Regions from separate parts of the Callithrix jacchus genome. Here region 2 is linked to region 1. Evidence: chromatin contacts called from public Hi-C data. All regions are on one chromosome and are shown on one strand. Each heading gives the region's core, a stretch centred on a gene start, on an enhancer-like site or on the middle of the called end of the contact. The rest is flanking DNA. Distances are from core to core; before and after follow the strand shown. Region 1 holds the start of MAML2 (mastermind like transcriptional coactivator 2). Region 2 overlaps MAML2 (mastermind like transcriptional coactivator 2).

Region 1 (3,872 bases), core at 1,335-3,834:
AACCAAGAATGGCTGAAGACAAGGTACTTCCTAGGATGATGATCTGTGCAAACAGCTGCTTGGTGCCTGTCCACTTAACGACTGCTCTAACTACTGGACTGGATTAGAGTGTTTGGGAAAAGAATCGAGATGTGGCTCAGGGATTAGGGCGTCTAACAGGGAATCAGAGAGTAGGCCTCTTAAGGAACAGTGCCTCCCTCGTCTCTCTTTGGGATATTTTCCCCAAATTTTGTATGTGACTGAAGGGACATTCAGGGAATTTGCTCTGTGTTACAGCTCACCACTTAGGTTCTCTTACGCCACGAAGAAGGGGTCACTTAAAGAGGGAGAGAGGAAACGGGGCAAGTTGAAAAAGGCTTTGATAAAGGTCAGCTGGGCTGATTAAAGCTTTGGGGCTGGAAAATGGCTTGGGGGCCTAATCAGAGCTGGCTAGCCAAAGCTGGAGGACCCATGAGCTAGAACCTTCCTCAGTGGCTCAGCTCTTGCCAGCTGGTAGCCTCTTGTTTTACAAGCTGTGGACCCTAGAGAGCCTCAGGCAAACTAAGGCTTCTTATCGGTTAAGGAATACCCTACAAGTGAAGGAAAACCCAGGTGTGAGCACCGACAGAACATGAAGAGAAGGCGCATGAAACCACCCAAACAACAAACCCAATGGCCTTTGAGGGAGTCAGGTGACATCTTGGCCTTTTTCACTGCCATCCGCTGTACCTTAGGCCAAAGCAACCTCTACCCTCACAAAAGGCCACAGGACCACCGCCAGAACCATCAGAAAGCCAGGTGCTTACCGCAATCAGGGCTGAGTTCCTCTGGTCCCCCGGGGTTGAAGCGGGTGGCTGCTGCTCTCCGTTTATCCCACTACTGCCACCATTATTGCTACTGTTCAGCAGGTGCTGCTGGTGGTGATGGTGATAGTCTGGTGGGGGCGGTGGGGCTGCTGTTGCTCCTGCTTGGGAGGCCGAAGGAGGGGCAGCAGAGGGCGGTGGAGGGGCTGTAGTGGTGGCAGCAGTGGCAGTGGCCTTGGTGTGTTTGCCAGCCTTCCTTGCCCCCTGGCCATGCTGTACAAGGCTCAGGAGCTGCAAGGTGCTCTCTCTTTCCCGGTCTGAGCTCTCGGCCCTACCTCGTTCATAGCGTCCTTCACAGCTCAGGTGGTGTTGGCGGCAGACAGCGATTCGAGCCCTGAGGCGCTCCACGATAGCACTGTGCACTCTCGGGGTGACGGAGCCCCCTCCAAGGAGCCCCGCCCCAGAGGCCCCCCCTAGCCCTCCTGCGGGGGCCTGCGGGGGCGCTGTGTCCCCCATCTTACTGGACACAATGATTGCTGCCTCTGGGATGGTGAGGTGGAAAGAGGCTACTGCCGGCTATTGCAGGCAAGTCTGTTTTTGACAATGTGAGCTCAGTGTTCAGGGCCACATGAATAGAGGTCTTCAGAGGTTGTGGGGGAGCCGTGGAGGTGTGGGGGAGGGGAGTTAGTAAAAAGAGGGTGGGGAGAAAGAATAGAAACCAAATAGGGGGAGGATAAGTTGGAAACAAACCCTGATTAACTTACTCTAATTGCATTTGACAGCTCTGGAGAAGTTGGACAGAGTTGGTGGATTTTTACCCCCACCAAGCTGACAAGAGCCACTAGGTACTGTGTAAACACACGATCTGGGGGTTAGAGCAAGAATTCAGGGATCGTTCAGCAAGAAACAGAAACACACAGCAAAAGGAACTGAGGGAGGTATTAATAGAGAGGACTCCCCCTCAGCTAGTTGTTTCGGACAATTCTTTATGTGGCTGTTTCTGCAGAGAAACACATTTCTACCATGCCTATGTAACCGGCAGCCTTGACTTTTCCTCAGGTTTAATAAAAAATAAAAAACAGTGATGTTTCAGAAGATTTTTAAGTCACTGTTCAAAATGTGCAAAAATCAAGGGAGACTGTCTTTTGGCTTTTAATTTTTCTTCCCTTTCCTTTCGCTCCGGTGTTTTCTCCTCTTTGGGGTACTGTAGGATGTTGTCTTCTCCCAAAAGAGGGAGGCAGCTTTTCAACTGTTCACAATGTCAGTAATTGGACTTTTGGACCATGCTGTTTTCTTCAGCTAATCCAATCACCGGTAAAATCCTCACTCCCTCTAAGGTTTCCTAGCCTTAAATGAAAAGCAATCTTAAGTCGCTAGCCACTGAGAGAGATCCTTCAACACATTTTTTTTCTTTCCCGCTTACGTTTCTATTCCTCACCCCCGGCTCTATTCTAATACAGTATCAAGAGACACAAACTCTTCCAAGAGTAATTTACAAACGATGGTCAAACTTACAAACTTCCAGCAAATTGCACCGAGTCATGTCCAGCCACTTTTCTGTCCACTTTTGTACATTCCATCCCCGGCCAGTGGATCTGAGGGTCTGGACTCGCAATAAGCAATGTGGCTCTATCTCTCGTATTTGCTCCGCTTTATAGATGGAAAAAAAAGTAGCTTGTATTTTCCTTTCTCTTTCTCGTCTGTTGTTAGCCGCTTTGCTGACACTGGCTCCCGCCCGGAGTCACGGCGATACACAGGCTTTCATTGTGCTCCGATAGGAGAGGGAGAGAAAGAGAGAGAGTGAGACAGAGAGGGAGAAAGAGAGAGCCAGCAAGCTGCAGATGGGGGTGGGGGGGGGCGGGGAGAGGGCGGGAGAGCTCGTTCGAGGCTCCCTGGTGGAAGGCTGGTGCCACTGCGCGAGTGAGTAATCGCAGACAGGCACCGGGGAAAGGGGAACGCAGAGGGCCTCCCAGTGGCTGAAGAGGTAAATCCCAAAGCCTGCTCATCTCAACCCCTCTCCTTGCTCAGCTCAGCCTCAGACTCGGTTAAGTGGGGAAGGCTGGGGAAATTCCCCAGTCTCTACACAACCATTTCACCAGCTCTGAACGTTTAAGAAATTCCGGGCCAGGAATGTGTTTTCCCTTTCAACCCTACATTACGCCCCCCTGAGGATATCATTTTCATTTTTCAATATATGTAAATGACACTATGGAGCACCCTAGCGCGAGCTGTGTGAGCAACCGAGGAAATGTTCATTGACAGAATTAGGAGGATATGAATGTGTGTGTTGAGGGCCGAGGGGGTTGCAGGTGGAGACGAGAGGAAATCACACTGTTAGCTAGCTCCTAAAGGGCAGGCAGGTGTAGCGTTCATCTACCTGCCTGCCCGTTTGCATGTCTCTGGATAAGTGAGTCTGGGTGATTACAGGAAATCAGTTGGGATAAACAGAATATTTTATGAGGATAATACAATTATCGATACCAGTTCTAGAAAAAAAAGGGTTTTTTTGACAATGTCTGATTGCCTGTGACAAACCAAATATAAGACCCGAGGTATCCTTAGCTATCTGGTGCACATGTACAATGAGAAAAGTCAATGTGTAGCAGCTGAGTTTCCAGAAGTTTTTTCTTTCTTTTTTTTAATGGGGTTTGTTATGTTGCCCAGGCTGGACTTGAACTCCTGGGCTCCAGTGATCCTCCCACTTGAGCCTCTTGAGTAGCTGGAACTACAGGTACTTGCCACTAATGTAACTGGCTTTGAGTTTCAAGTTCAATGACAGAAATGAAATAGATCTCACATAGACCATTGTTCCTTCTTCAAGAGATCCTATCTTTAAAATATTCAATCTTGGCCAGGCACAGTGGCTCATACCTATAATCCCAGCACTTTGGGGATCCTCAGGGATCGGCCGAGGTGAGTGGATCACCTGAGGTCAAGAGGTCGAGACTGGCCTGGCCAACATGATGAAACCCCATCTCTACTAAAAATACAAAAATTAGCTGGGTGTGGTGGCATGCATCTAAAATCCCAGCTACTCAGGAGGCTGAGGCAGGAGAATTGTTTGAACCCCAGAAGCAGAAATTGCAGTGA
Region 2 (3,869 bases), core at 753-3,252, 85 kb before region 1:
TTTCTATTCCAGTTTATATATTTGATTGGGTTGAGAACAGCATGGCATTGTAATATCTATATAAACAATGCATTTCTCAAGAGTAATTTATTCGATGTATTATTTGGCATGCTATCACCTCTTTAATCGTGATTTAGTCAACTTTTCTTTTATTACAAATTAGTCAAAATATTCTCTAAAATGTCATGTCCATTTCAGGTGTGTTTTGAATACACTGCCTGTGGCTGTTAAAAGCAGGACTGAGCTCTGTAAGAGAGACCAACATTGTTTGCTAATGTTTCAAAGCCATTTAAAAGTCAAGTAACTTGGAATAAACAGACTGAATCAAAAAACATTAAAGCTATTATAATTCCAACAATTCAACAACAATATTAGTCATTGTTATTTCATCACGATAATATGTTCCGCATTTCTAAAGTGTTTCTCAATTAGAAAATGTTCATGTACCTTACAAAATTTTAAACTACTGCTGAGTCATACATAGCACCTTAAAAGGAAGTCTGGTGTCCACAGTGAAAGATAAGAATTTAAAAGGCAGATGATCTTCCACTGATGACATACATTTATCTAAAGGGAAAGCTAAGACAGCTCTGAAAGAAAGGAAAGGTGAAATGGGATCCTAATCTTTTACACAATACATCCTCTAACCACAGGTGAAACTCCTTTTGAGTCTGTTCTTGGGCTCGGCAGGTATGGAGAGGGGCTGGTGGAACCACAATGACCCCTTTCATTAAAAGGGCACCCAGTTTGGAGTCAACAGACCTGAATGTATGTTTCCCAATCCTTATTTATTACTTGTGTAGCCTTGTGCATGTCGCAATCTCCCTGGGCCTGTCTGTGCCCTCATAAAAGATCTACAATGTTAGTGTATTGACAGATCTCCTTTCGGGGATTTTTTGAGGGAAAATTAAGGAAATATACAGAAATCCCTCTGAAATAAATATTGGTTATAGTTATAGTTCAAATAAGAGCCAGATCACCTCTTTACGTCCTAAAAGCTGAGTGTGGCATAGAGTGCTGGAGTGTCTCTTATGTGGGCTATTGTTCTACATTTGCCCACAATTGCCTCAGCAACTATTCATCCCCAAGTAACCTAACTAGGGGAGCCTACCCCAATGCAGAGGTTACAGGTCCATAACTTTTGTAAAGTCCCTCACAAACTAAGATGTCAGCCACTGCCAAATTAGTTACAAAGTATGGAACCCATCCATTGGGTCACTGGTACGTTTTTTATAAGGGTCAGGCCCCTCTTCAGTTTACTATCTGGAAACTCTTGACTTGCACGCTGCTGGAGAAAAAATGATCTCCAAACCAATACCTTCCTCTGTCAGGAATGTGCACCGGAACAGACTGAGGCAAAAATAACTCATTTGAACACAATACACAACAGTGTATACACATATGTTTTATGGCTAGACTTGAGCTCTTTCTGATTGTTAACATGTCCTGTTTTGTGCCACCCACTCAAAAATGTGTTCTGTTAGGTTCTATTCCTGACCCTCTTAGTCACACTGGGCAAGGCATTTCCATTTTCCTTAGCTTTATTTTACCCGTCTTGGAATCTCGCCTCATCAACTCTTATCACACTGGTTTCAAGTTATGTCTTCTAATCTAATAAAGGAGGGTCCACAAATTAAGCATTACAAATTGTACTAATCATGTACTGAAGTACGTGTCATGACCCCAAACTACTTAAGATGCTCCTGAAATGAAAACGTTGAAAGTAGTACAAATCATTGCTTCAAATACTCTAAAAACTATTTACTACACAGCATATCTTATTTCTGCATAGGGTACTTATTTAGTTTAATACCCTAGATATGCCTTTCTTCTACTATAAGCCCACTACATTCGGTGAGAAGAGTTTGAAGAGCAAGACCCTCTGGCTTTCAAAAGTTAGCAGGTAGTCAGGTATTACCAATACCGAGGCTGTAACATTAACCTAAAGAAATCAATGCATTTCTAATTGTTACATAACTAAACCATGTTATTTACTGTTTGTGCACAAATACATAGTGCCAGCTGACTTTCATTAGGAATGTGGGAGAGACAGCTACAGAGGACAAGCTACAGAAGAGGCCAGGCAATTGCCAGCACAAGCAGGCACGATGCAAAGCATTTCAGCCTGTGAAAATGGACAGAAAAGTAGCGGCCTTCTCTCTCCTGGCTTTAATGCTAGGAAGATGAGGGGAGAGTTGGTAGAGGCAGAAAATGTGATGGAAAAACACGAGTTAGTTTCCCCTGAATTACGCCTACAAGTTGTGTAACCTTTCAAGTGAATAACAAGAATATGGCTAATGATGTAACTGAACAGTACAGCAGTCTGCACAGAGAAAAGTCCCGTTCAAAAGAGAAGAAACATAACCACCAGTGAGAGATAGCTTAGCAGGTGAAGACTGTGTCTCTCTGATACAGAAGTGCTGGGAAGGGAAGAGCATGGTCCCTTTAAATGATATGGAAGTGGGGAAGAGAAGTGCTGTGTAGAGAAAGGCATTGGTCCCTGGCTAGGACTCCACCCTCACCGACCTAGGTGAGGACAGGCATTTTTGTTTTCCTGCCCAAATGTTGCATTTCCCAAGATCATCCTGGCCTGCCACGCCCCCGTCCTGTGCCTATAAAAACCCAAGACCCTAGCAAGACAGACACAGAAGAGGCTGGACATGGAGAGGAGCACATTGGCAGAGGAACACACCAACAGGCACCAGCAGGCCACGGGCCAGCAGAACAATGCAGAGTTTGGCTGGGGCAGTCGGAGGAGCACTCAGGCCACCAAGCGGGCAAACTCCCAGGAAAAACCATCTCCCTTTTGGTTCCCTCATCAGCTGAGAGCTACTCCACTCAATAAAACCTTGTAATCATTCTCTAAGCCCACGTGTGATCCAAGTCTTCCACTACACCAAAGCAAGAACCCCAGGATACAGAAAGGCCCCTGTCCTTGTGACAAGGTAGAGGGTGTAAATGAGCTGGTTAACACAAGCTGCCTTCAGATGGCTAAACTAAAAGAGCACCCTGTAACTGGGGCTTCAGGAGCTGTAAACATTCACCCCAGACACTGCCATGGGATGGGAGCCCCAAAACTTACCTGTCTATATGCCTAGAGGTCTGAGAAGCAGGGCACTGAAGAGGCAAGCCAGTTCCCCATCAAACACCCTCCGAGGGGGGTCAAGGGAACTTTTCCCGTTCTACCTCCTCTCTCAGTACTAAGCTGGTCTGTGTGAGGACCGCAGTCTTTGAAAAACAGCATAATGGTGCAATTCTGCGCTTCACTGATAAAGTGAAATTGACTACATCTCTTTCTAATTAACTATGTCTCAGTTTCAAATACTGCCCTGATCACAAAGGTAGAATCTAAATACAAACTGACATATTAAGACCTAGGTGCTTAGTGGCAGAATGTACTTATTTTAGTCTTCCTGTGCTATGAGGGGCTTTTACTCTTACATGGTTAGGTATGTTTCCAGGGACATGCCTCAGTGAATATCACACATGGAAATGTGGATAATAGTGAGCCCCTTCTGAGATGGAATTATTAAAGGTATATAAATTTAGAGATTTGCAAGACTTAATCAACCGTAACCTTACTGAAAAGTAAATCTCCCACTGAGTAAATCATACATCACTTCACATAATAAGTCTACAGATATTTATAAGAGAGTGAATGAAAAAGGCCATGTAGCCTGCTGAGGAAGAGTATGTTCCTAATGTATAGTTTTATATATGTATAAAATCTAGGAGAAAATAAAGCAGATTTCCTTGCAGAGGTAGCAAAATTGTCAGCTACTTGGACTTTCAGGGAAAATACACAGCATTTGAGGAAAACAATGGAAAACAATAGTAGAGTCCATGCCAAACTGAGGACTAAAATACAG

Evidence for each region. Hi-C and Micro-C count contacts between places; a contact is called where the count stands out from the background.
Region 2: a Hi-C map of induced pluripotent stem cells shows a contact between it and region 1, with 1.9 times the contacts expected there. The contact joins the enhancer-like site here to the promoter of MAML2 in region 1. A contact is called at or near these places in 2 of 3 Hi-C or Micro-C datasets (induced pluripotent stem cells and skeletal muscle).

The regions. Positions count from the first base shown.
Region 1 is chr10:43,877,511-43,881,382 of calJac240_pri, reverse strand. It overlaps MAML2 (mastermind like transcriptional coactivator 2), which reads right to left and starts at 2,584. Exons shown (of 5, transcript XM_002754687.6): 1 at 786-2,584. The coding sequence starts at 1,298.
Region 2 is chr10:43,961,529-43,965,397 of calJac240_pri, reverse strand. All of the region lies in intron 1 of MAML2 (mastermind like transcriptional coactivator 2), which reads right to left. Among named protein-coding and RNA genes, the nearest start is that of MAML2, 85 kb to the right of the region's middle. Within about 2 kb of position 2,002, at least 3 of the 16 cell types and tissues checked have an H3K27ac peak or open chromatin away from gene starts, as enhancers often do.